Linked DNA regions of Mus musculus: all the other regions are linked to region 1. The links are chromatin contacts, called in public HiChIP or PLAC-seq maps. All regions are on one chromosome and are shown on one strand. Each heading gives the region's core, a stretch centred on a gene start, on an enhancer-like site or on the middle of the called end of the contact. The rest is flanking DNA. Distances are from core to core; before and after follow the strand shown. Region 1 overlaps Gm572 (predicted gene 572). Region 2 holds the start of Fbxo44 (F-box protein 44). Region 3 holds the start of Cort (cortistatin). Region 4 overlaps Pex14 (peroxisomal biogenesis factor 14).

Evidence for each region. HiChIP or PLAC-seq counts read pairs in DNA pulled down with a chosen protein or histone mark.
Region 2: an H3K27ac HiChIP or PLAC-seq map of embryonic stem cells shows a contact between it and region 1, with 6 read pairs. The contact joins the promoter of Fbxo44 here to the enhancer-like site in region 1. A contact is called at or near these places in 2 of 39 promoter capture datasets (the HPC-7 cell line and pre-B cells) and 1 of 115 datasets of contacts at active chromatin or transcription factors (embryonic stem cells).
Region 3: a contact with region 1 is called in an H3K27ac HiChIP or PLAC-seq map of embryonic stem cells, with 4 times the contacts expected there. The contact joins the promoter of Cort here to the enhancer-like site in region 1. A contact is called at or near these places in 10 of 39 promoter capture datasets (the 3T3-L1 cell line, cranial neural crest, embryonic stem cells and 5 more), 1 of 484 Hi-C or Micro-C datasets (embryonic stem cells), 6 of 115 datasets of contacts at active chromatin or transcription factors (embryonic basal ganglia, embryonic stem cells and large pre-B cells) and 4 of 9 other capture datasets (adipose tissue, embryonic stem cells, liver and 1 more).
Region 4: an H3K27ac HiChIP or PLAC-seq map of embryonic stem cells shows a contact between it and region 1, with 7 read pairs. The contact joins two enhancer-like sites. A contact is called at or near these places in 7 of 39 promoter capture datasets (the 3T3-L1 cell line, cranial neural crest, frontonasal cranial neural crest and 4 more), 1 of 484 Hi-C or Micro-C datasets (nephron progenitors), 12 of 115 datasets of contacts at active chromatin or transcription factors (differentiating embryonic stem cells, embryonic basal ganglia, embryonic hindbrain and 3 more) and 1 of 9 other capture datasets (macrophages).

What each region holds. Positions count from the first base shown.
Region 1 is chr4:148,649,909-148,652,420 of GRCm38.p6, forward strand. It overlaps Gm572 (predicted gene 572), which reads left to right. Exons shown (of 12, transcript NM_001368835.1): 2 at 1,234-1,334. Among named protein-coding and RNA genes, the nearest start is that of Gm572, 7.8 kb to the left of the region's middle. Within about 2 kb of position 1,258, at least 25 of the 459 cell types and tissues checked have an H3K27ac peak or open chromatin away from gene starts, as enhancers often do. A contact at or near this core is called in embryonic stem cells and pancreatic islet, where this site is marked.
Region 2 is chr4:148,158,836-148,161,347 of GRCm38.p6, forward strand. It overlaps Fbxo44 (F-box protein 44), which reads right to left and starts at 1,259. Exons shown (of 6, transcript NM_173401.5): 1 at 908-1,259. Fbxo2 (F-box protein 2) reads left to right here and starts at 1,833. Exons shown (of 6, transcript NM_176848.1): 1 at 1,833-1,876. The coding sequence starts at 1,855.
Region 3 is chr4:149,125,508-149,128,019 of GRCm38.p6, forward strand. Cort (cortistatin) reads right to left here and starts at 1,256. Exons shown (of 2, transcript NM_007745.4): 1 at 1,020-1,256. The coding sequence starts at 1,139.
Region 4 is chr4:149,048,220-149,050,731 of GRCm38.p6, forward strand. All of the region lies in intron 2 of Pex14 (peroxisomal biogenesis factor 14), which reads right to left. Among named protein-coding and RNA genes, the nearest start is that of Gm42351, 39 kb to the left of the region's middle. Within about 2 kb of position 1,257, at least 195 of the 459 cell types and tissues checked have an H3K27ac peak or open chromatin away from gene starts, as enhancers often do. A contact at or near this core is called in embryonic stem cells, where this site is marked.

The DNA of each region.
Region 1 (2,512 bases), core at 8-2,507:
GAGCTAGCCAGGGAGCCCCTAGGAACCACATGACTCTGCTTCCCCGGTGCAGGGATTAGGGGTGCACTTCACCTAGGCTGGCTTTCCCCGAATATCGTGTACTTAATGATGGAGTCGTCTGTCTAACACTGTGTGGTTCTTTAAGCTGTGGAGAACCCTGAGGTGTGGGAAGGATTCTTGTCAAAGGGTTGGTGTGTGTGACAGGGATGTTCATTCAGAACTTCTGCCTCCCTTTGTGGCAGTCTGTCTGTCTGTCAGTCTGTCAGTCTGTCAGTCTGTCAGCAAATTCATCCCAACATCCTGGATTCTAGAACAAAACCACCTTCTTCTTCTTCTTCTTCTTCTTCTTCTTCTTCTTCTTCTTCTTCTTCTTCTTCTTCTTCTTCTTCTTCTTCTTCTTCTTCCTCTTCCTCCTCCTCCTCCTCCTCCTCTTCCTCTTCCTCCTCCTCCTCTTCCTCCTCTTCCTCTTCCTCTTCCTCCTCTTCTTCTTGTTCTCCTCCTCCTCCTTTTTTCTTTTCTTTTTTCTCTCTCTCCTTTAAACTGGCTGTAAATCTGCAGGGCTCCCTCATCAATAATGACTTAATCCTTAACGTGGATTCATTGTAAAATCTGTATCACAATGTTGCCTTTTCGGAAACCCTTTTTTTACATTGATGTCCTGGGAAGTATCCTCCCTCAGCATCCCCAGTTCCCGTCCCTGCCTCTCATCCCTGTTTCTTCTTTGGTGCTTGCTTGCTATGGAAGATTCCACTATTCATTTCTTTCTTTGTCTTTGCTGCTTGGTCCAAGTCTTGGCTACTGCCCATGGTAGGCATGCAAACAATATATCTCTGGGGCTAGGGTGTAATTCAGCGGTAGAGTGCTTGCTTAGCATTCTGATGCCCTGGATTTGACCCCGTAGCAGAGCAAAAATAAAAAAATAATAAAATCCATATATACATAAATATAATTGACTAGATGAGCTGTAATGGAGATGCTGCGCACCTGTAATCTGGGTATTTGGTAGGCAAAGGCAGGAGGGATTCCAAGTTAGAGGCTAGCCTGGGCTGTATAGCGAGGTTAAGATTAGCACACTGTCTTAAAACACAACACAACACAACAACAATAAAAGCAAGAAAAAATGAAAAGAAAACAGAACCAAAAATGAGATATAATTGCCCGGCTGTATGAAGACAGCCGAGGCAGCCCTGCTGGGCTGGGCACCTGCTCCATGCCCTTCGCTCTTCCTTGCAGGGCCATCTGTCTGGCTTGCATTCAGCCTGCTGTGTTCCCATGGATCCTCCCTGTCAGGTCAAACAAGGACAGGCCTCGCCCAGCGCATGGAGCTCTGACAGGTAAATCAATCAAGCTTTTCTGGTTCACAACAGGCTTTGGGCGGTCCCCTCTCCTCAGACGGACAACTTGCCATGCTTACATGGAAGGCAGAAGGCATCTGTAGCCAGCACACCGGCCTGGATGGCCGCCCAAGTGCTGGGATTCTCAGGGCAGCTGGTGCCAGAGGCAGGACCAGGCTTCCTCACATGGATGGCAGCACTTGTTTTGAAGTATCTGGCACAGGCTCTGCACCAGGCCTGGCAGGGAGACTTGGCGGCAACACAGTTTGTTGTTTTCACCTTTGCTGTTTGTTTGTTTGTTTTGAGACACGGTTTCTCTGTGTAGCCCTGGCTGTCCTGGGCTCACTATGTAGATCACGCTGGCCTTGAACTCAGAAATCCGCCTGCCTCTGCCTCCTGAGTGCTGGGATTAAAGGTGTGCGCCACCATTGCCAGACCTTTGTTGTTTGATTTTTGCTTTTTTCAAGACAAGGTTTCTCTGTTGCCCCTGCTGTCCTTTTGGAACTCTCTCTGATGCAGACCAGGCTGGCCTCAGAGATCTGCCTACCTCTGCCTTCTGAGTACTGGGATCAAAGGTGTGTGCCACTGCCTAGCTTGTTTTGTTTTTTGGTACAGGGTCTCAATATACAGCTTTGTCTGGCCTGGAACTTGTTATATAGACAGGCTAGCTTTGAACTTGAAGAAATCTCCTGGCCTCTTGACTCTCAAGTGCTGGGATTAAAGGTGTGCACCACTGCACCAGGATCACTAACTCATTTTTACATTAGAGTGCAGAGGAGTGAGGGACTTATCATCAATCTCCTGGCAAAGACTAGTAGAGCCCAGACTTCCTCAAACCAGTTGAGTCCTGGGGTCTCCATTGTCAGTCACTCACCACACAAAAGATACAACAAGAGTAGCACATGTTTGCTGAACGTTTATTCTGGTTCAAGCCCTGTGTTGTGATCCTCCACCCAACTCCCTCCTTTTTTAAAAAAAAAAAGATTTATTTATTATTATATCTACGCACACTGTAGCTGTCTTCAGACACACCAGAAGAGGGCATCAGATCTTATTACGGATGGTTGTGAGCCATCTGTGTACACAGCTACAGTGTACTTACATAATAAATAAATAAATCTTTGGGCTGGAATGAGTGGGGCCCGGAGCGAGCAGAGGTCCAGAGTTCTATTCCCAGC
Region 2 (2,512 bases), core at 9-2,508, 490 kb before region 1:
GAGAGCCGTGCTATACACCGAGCCTTCTCCCTGGCGAGTGGCAATCCCAGCACCCAGGGATAGAGAGATTCCCAACTCTGCGGGGGGCCACAGAGTTGCTGTGCTGTTCTGACCTTCTGTTTCCACAGTAAACGGGACGAGGGGCTGGGGCATGGTAGTTCCCTCCTGGGTCACTAGAAGCTCAAGGTGCATGGGCCGGGGAGTTGCTTAATAAACCATGAGATCTGATTTCCCCCAACCCGGGCACCTAAGAACAGCCTCTAAGGACGCCCAGGGACCTTCCCAAGGTCACACAAACAGGAGAGGAGGGGAGGCAGCTCCGGCTCTCACTGAAGGTAGAGCCAGCCATTTTCAATAGGCCAGCAGTCTTTTAAGAGGAGGGTAACAATGGGAGGCCTTGTGAGCCCTCCAGCTTGCCACTCTTCATTTCCTCCCCATCCCCCACACGGGGAAAGGGACAGAGATGATGATCGGGGGTTATCACTGGCCCTCAGGACCGGTCACGGAGTACAAAGGGCTCAGTGACGTTCTTAAGATCTCAGAGAATATGACCCGTTTACCTGAGCCTGAGGAAAGATGTACGAGTGGAAAAGAGCCTTCCTATCTCCCTCCCGCACCCCCCCCACCCGCCCCGGCCCCCTGCAGTCTCCCATTTATGCTTGGCTCTAAAACGGGCTACCTTGCTCAAGACCAGATTCAGATCTCTGAGCACCGATGGCGTCCATAGCCCAGTTCTTCGAAGCCTCACAGTACAGTGGGGGGAGGGGAGGGGAGAAAGCCTGAGGCCTGGGCCTTAAAGGCGCTAGGCCCTCATGATCGCAGAGCGCGCGCGCCCCCCCCCTCCCCTCTAGGTCTCTGCCCACTGTGCCTCAGTCCCCGAACTGGGCGCTCCCCCTCCCGCAGTCACCTGCGATCCGTCGCGCTGAGCGATCCTGCCAGGCCGTGGGGCTGTACAGCCCGAGCCTGCGTGGCCCGGAAGGCAGACCTGCCTACTGCCCGCCAAACGTCTCCTTGCTGGGGCGCTCACTGCTCCCCTCCTTCTGTCACCTGCTCTTAGCCGGGTTACGTTGGAGAACAGCACCCAAGACACAGCCCCGCCTACTACTCATCAGACCCCGCCCCATCCCCATCCCACAACACTGGCCCCTCTCCCTCCCCATTCTCCTTGTCAACTACTTTTGGTCGCGCTGCGCCATACCCTTGGATCCTGGGGATGAGCCTTACGGACCAATGGAGGCCCGGGGTGCGACCCGCCCACTGTTTGTCAGACCACGCCCCACGCCCCACCCCATTTTCTCCGTCACCAGCTTTTAGTCCGGCTGCCCCACAACGCTGGGTACTGGAACTGCGCCTTTCTGCCAGAGTTGGTTCACGATGCGGCCCCGCCCACTGCCCTCAAGGCCCCGCCCACCATTCCTTCAGGCCCCGCCTCACCCGCGCACTCCCCGGATTCGCCCCCATCACAGCGTAGGAAAATTACCTGGGGGGTTGGGGAGGAGGAAAGCTCCGATACCCCCAACTCCACTGGGCTCGGCGCCAGCACCCTCTACTCCCCAGTAGTCCGACTCCATATGTCCTCCTGCAGTCATCCTCCAGGCACACTAGAAGCCCACCCATTCTGTAGCTGTCCCTGCCCCTCTCCAGTCCCAGGCTCCTCCCGGAAGCCGCACCTTGGGTTACGGGGCGGGGGGTGGGGGTGGGGGGGTACAGGACTCCCAGCCCTTAGCCGGGGGCCAGAGGCGGGGCGCACGGGGCCTTTAAGAGGCGCGGCGGCGCGGGCCCGGCTGACGCGGGCAGCTCCAGGACTCGCCACCCGCAGCGCTCAGGCTCTTCTCTCTTGACAGCACCGCAGCGATGGATGGAGATGGTGATCCAGGTATCCGCTGCTGGCCCCGCTAGATACAGACTCGGGAGACAGGGCGGACCAGCGCCGCAGAAGGCGCTCAAACTTTCGCGCCAGGAAAACCCTAGAGATAGTCTAGGGAGCAGGTTTCTGCCTGGTGTCGTGGTGTGGAGGGAGGAGGACGCCTGGGTCTCCAAAATGGCATCGGAGGACTCTGGCATCTCAGGCTCCAGACTTCCTGGGGTTTGAGAGCCGGGTTCTTGCAAGCTTTTGCTTCCATGAACTTCTTCCATTTGCTAGCGCTGCCCTCCCTGCCTCTTGAGCCTCCGGAGTCCCCGCGGGGTCCTAGGGTTTACAAACTTTATCCTGCCTCCATCCTAGCTTCCTGAGGGACTCCCTTCTCTGGAGGGGCCGTCTTGTATTGGAGTAGCGGGGCTGTTCCGTGGGAACCAGGCTAGGGGTGAGGAAGGCTGCTTTTGGCAGAAGCTCTGGGTCCTCAAGGATTGCCCAGTCATCTTTTCTGGCACCAAAGACCCCACCCCTTCTGCCCTCCGGCTCCCTGCTGGGCCTGTAGGGGGCTGCTTGCTGAGTCAGACCTGCCTGCCTTGACTCTTATCCCTTCCTCACTAACTATGCTCAGCTCGGAGTGTTCACTCTTTAGGGGAGGAG
Region 3 (2,512 bases), core at 6-2,505, 480 kb after region 1:
AAAGCAACCACTCACCACTCACTCACTGGGACTCACTCAGCCTTCGGATATGCCCCCCCACCCCCACCCCCCACAGAGAGCAAACTGTTCCTTAACAAACCACACTCCCTCAAAGTCAGAGTGAGACGGACTCTAGAGAAACTGCTCAGTGGAGAAAAACAGACCAGTCCAATAATAATAAATAAATAAATAAATAAAAATGCTGATTTTTTTCAAGCATGGTAGCAGAGACCTTTGGACTCGGCAGTCAGGAGGCAACAGCAGATAGAGTACTGTGAGCTTGGGCTAGCCTGGGCTACACACAGTGAGGCCTTATCTTGAAAACAAATAAAGTGCTTTAACTTCTACCTTATAATCTGTGCTGAGGTCCTCAGCTCTGAGACTAGGAAAGCTGTCAAAATGGCTGCCAGCTGAGAGGCCCTGGGTCCACAGGCTCTCCCACCTCCACACATCCTCCTGGATGTTCAGAAATCAGAACAGACTGAGTCGCTAAGTCTGGGCCTTCTTTCAAACTCCTCAGGAAGTTTCTAGGAGTACTCTGATGATAAACGACCCATCTGAAACTCATCTGGTGATCTCAAAGAAAAATCCACTTTTAATGGTCAACTTTATGGACTCTTTCTTGGAACTTTTTCAAAAATGGAAAAAAGAGAAAGTAAATCATTTGATGAAATTATAAAATTTACACCATGGAGAACAAGAGGGCAGGAATTATTTGAGCGAGTGAGAGTATAGCTGTGTATATAAATTAAGGCTCTGGAAGTCCGTGTGACTGGTCTCACGGCAGAGAAGACGGTGGAGCGCTGTGACAGCTGGAAGCAATCCCTGTCTCCAAAGCAGACACCAGCAGAGAGGAGTCCCTGACAGACCCAGGCTAGGAGAACTGAGGGCAAACAGGGACCAGGGGTCTGAATGGGGCGTTGTAAAATCCTAGGGACACACACACACCACAACACAGAACACATCATGCAGGACTGAGTGGTCAGAATTACAGAGACAAACTGAGCAGGTGCACTCACCACACTGTCCTGGCCAGTAGGGCCACTCTCCAGGGGAAGGGCGGAGGCTGCGACCCCCCAGAGCAGCAGCAGCCCGAAGGCTGAGGGCCACTTGCCTCCTGTGCCTCGGCCACCCATCATCCTCGGACGTGCTGAGGTCTGTGCTTGGTGGACGAGGGTCTCTTCTGTGGTGTTTTAAGCTCTAGCACCACCTGCTTGGGGGTCTGCACTCGTTCATTGAAAACCTACACGCCTCTCCACACTCACGCGGTGACGCACAAGCCGGAGCAATCAGCTCTCACAGAAAGAAACATTTGTGGGGTTGGATTTAGCCCCTTAATTAAAGACTCGGGACTTTTCCTGTGTTTGGAGTGAATCTGCTCTTATTTTAGAACACATGCGCGCTTGCTCTGGGAGTTCTGCTTCCTTGTGATTGTGCCTGTGGCAAGCAGGAAGCCATCAGAACAAAGCCGGGTGATTTAACAGAATATGAAATCAGGCCTGGGTAAAGAGCTGAAGATGTGGGGTCTTACCCAGGAGAAGCAAGACTGCAGGCTGGGACGCAGCTCAGCTCAGCCCAGCACGTGCCTACCACGGTTCCGTCCATCCCCGGAGCTAAAAGCAGGCATGTCTGAATCGGCTACGAGCAGAAGTAACCAGGTACAGAGAAGACCCAGGGTCACAGGATGGCCCCAGTGTTCACCAGGTCGCAAGGAAGGATGAACCAAGAGCATGTCCCAGACTGCCCTCTGCCCCAGGCTAGACCTTTGACTCGCTCAAGTATAGATGCGGATGCAGAAGAGAGACGGGACCAAAGGCCTTCTGCATCTCAGTGCCACGGACGCTGTCCTGGGCCTCTCAGTGACATGCACACTTGCAGAGTTCCTGGTCTAGGGCTTTCCAAGATGCCCAGGTCAGCAGTTTGCACATTTCTTTAAAAAAAAAAAAAAAAAAGATAGAAAGAAACGAGGCCAGGAAGATGGTTCACTGAGCACAGCAGTTGCGATGCAACCCTGGTAACCTGCAGCTCCACTCTGGCCCCCAGATAATGGTAAAACGGAAGAACACACCGGTTCCTAACAAACTTGACCTCTGACCCACACTCCCGCTGTAGCACACACGTGCATCTCCCTCTCCCCGTCATAGATACCATTTTTGAAAATGTAGACATGCACGTCGATAGACTGGCCAAGTGTAAGGGATGCTTTCTTTGTATAGGTCACAGTCACTTCCTGAGAAACCTGGACTCGGCCAGCTGACAGCCCACTTCCTTCCCAAGACAGTGACAAAGTCCTGGGCCACCTCCTGGCCCTTCACAGGTCCAGGTTGAGAATTGTGGGGATGTGAGGGATGGACCCCGCATATGCAGACAGACCTGAAACCCCATCTCAGACACTAGAGAACACCAAGATCCAAGGGAGGCTCGAGACTGAAACAAAGCAACTGAAAGTCGGCTCCTTCCAAAGTAAAACACGCCCCGCTCTAGAGACCTTCCCGAGGTCCCTCTTCCACCA
Region 4 (2,512 bases), core at 7-2,506, 400 kb after region 1:
GTAGTGATTATGTATGCATGTGAGCCCTAATTTCCTTTGTTTTCTTTTCCTTGCTCCTTTTGTTTTTCACATTAAAGAATAAAACACCTCTGTAGAAGCACAGAGGAAAGCTGGGCGTGGTGGCACATGCCTTTAATCCCAGCACTTGGGAGGCAGACAGATTTCTGAGTTCGAGGCCAGCCTGGTCTACAGAGTGAGTTCCAGGACAGCCAGGGCTACACAGAGACACATTGTCTCGAAAAACAAAAACAAAAAAACAACAAAAAAAAAACAAAAAAACAAAAAACAAAAAAAAAGAAGCAGCAGCAGCAGCAACAGCAGCAGAGAGGAGTTGACGTGATTCAACATAATATATTTTAGGGGCTATTGTGTAAATCTGTATTTAGGGGAGTCTAAAGCATGCATTATTGACCCCAGCCTCTCTTAAAACATTGATAAATGAAGTAAAAGCCTCTATGAAAAGTGGCAACTTTGCATGTGCAAAAACTACCTTTCAAAGTGAAATCTCTCTGTCATTCACATTTTCCCCCCCCTTGGCCCTAGTTAAAAATACTGCGAGAGTGACTCCCCGTCACATGCCAGTGTTTTGTTGTTTTATGGGAATAGTTCTTCCAGAGAGGAATGTGGCGGTAAACTATCTTAAACCACCCACACTACTTAGTACCAAGTGACAGTGGTCTCAGGGACCAGGTGACTTGGGAGAGATTTTCCTGCTCAGCAGAGGACTCTGGGCCAACTTACTGCACAGAGGCAGCTGGAGCCTGGGGCAGGCGAGCCGCGGGGCAGGGCTGCAGATGCTGCACACCACTGAGTGCCCTCACTGCAGAAGGAGCGGAACACGCCAGCCGGCTATAGAGGAAATGAAAACCCCGGCCTCTGGGCTGAGAAGATCAAAGTTCCTTTTTAGGAAAGGTTGAGAAGGAAAAGGATTTTCTCCTTTAGGCAGAAAGAAAAGCAAATTTAAATGCCTTGTCCCCACACATCCCCACCTGAATTTCCACAGCAACCCCTCTAATTTCTGATGCAGCCAACAAAGCAGTTACCCAAAGAGGGGAGAAAAAAAGGATGACATTTGCCTTTTCCTTGGCTTTGAAATCCGACTGGCAGCGGATTGTTTGAAGTCCTGTTTAGAGAGGAAACTGTAATAGCCTCCATACTGAAAAGAGGAGGGAAATGCCATTATACACGGATCACGGTAGCAGTGACCTCAGCAGAGAAGGCAAACGAGCTGGCTCTGAGCCGGAGGTCGGTGAGCTAGCATGCCAGGAACAGAAATAAAAGGTTTACGCGCCAGAACTGAGTGGTAGCAAGAGTCGGAGACTTGATCCCGGGAAGCACCAACAAGAGCAAGGCACTCAAAGCCCAGAGCAGCATCTCTCCATAGCTCCTTGCTGCTCTTGTCCGCAGCCCCTCTAACTCCCTGCACTGCTAAAGAGGAAGCAGAAAACACCCAGGCTTTGTGTTGTAAAATTAATGAAGGTGTCAAGCTGCTGAGTTGAATCACTGCAAAGGAATGTAATGACTCAGTGTCCACGGTGCTGATGCTCCTAAGGAGAGCGGCGAGCTGGAGACCAGCACTAAAGCTATGCAGCAGGCCGGCCCCAGGACCTTCCTGATGATACCTGGGTTCCTTCTCTCTGCTGCTCGCTAAATGTTATGCTTTCCCAATTACTGCTCCGCTCAGGAGCTCAAGAGCTTGGCTCATAGAGAACTACTGCAGCTCCCACTTCTCAAGTCTGGGCCAAGTTCTCTCTTGTCATGCATGACTAAGCTGTGACAGGAACAAAGAAAGGTTGTGTCCCTGAAAGTGGCAACCTTAAGGATTAAGTCATCACTGGGGCTGGACACAAAATAAATGACTACCAGGTGGCATGTGAAGCACTCCCTCTGGAGGGCTTGACACCTGCTGATCACAGGGCAAGATGGGCTTGTGTGTTCCACGGGAGAGAATGTCGGCATCGGGAAATGTTGTCTCCATTACATGCACTGGCAGGCTCAGAATTCATAGCCTCCTGCCTCGGCCTGCCAAGATGCTGAGACTGCAGGAGTGTGCTGAAATATCTGTATAAGCTAAAACCTTCTGAGGAGTCATTAACTGGTACCTCGGACAGATAGCTAAGGGGGAAAGGGACTAAAGCATCGACAACTAAGGTTTGAATACAGAAAGGAGCTGCCACAGCCTACAAATAGCTTAAGTTCCAAGAATCTGGGGCTAGAGAGATGGATGGATGGCTCAGCAGTTAAGAGGACTGGATTCCATTCCCAGCACTCATAGATAGGCTCACAACTGTCTATAACTCCAATTCCTGGGGGATCCAACCCTCTTTTGGCATCTGCAGGCACCAGGCACACAAGTAGTACATAGACAAACATGCAGACAAAACACTCATACATGTTAAAGAAAATTAATTAGTTAATTAAAGATAGCAAAAGTTAGAAATGGCAGATTTGGACAGCTAAAGATCACCTGCAGCTCCACCAAGCAGCAGACCTGTGGCCGACACCAGACAAC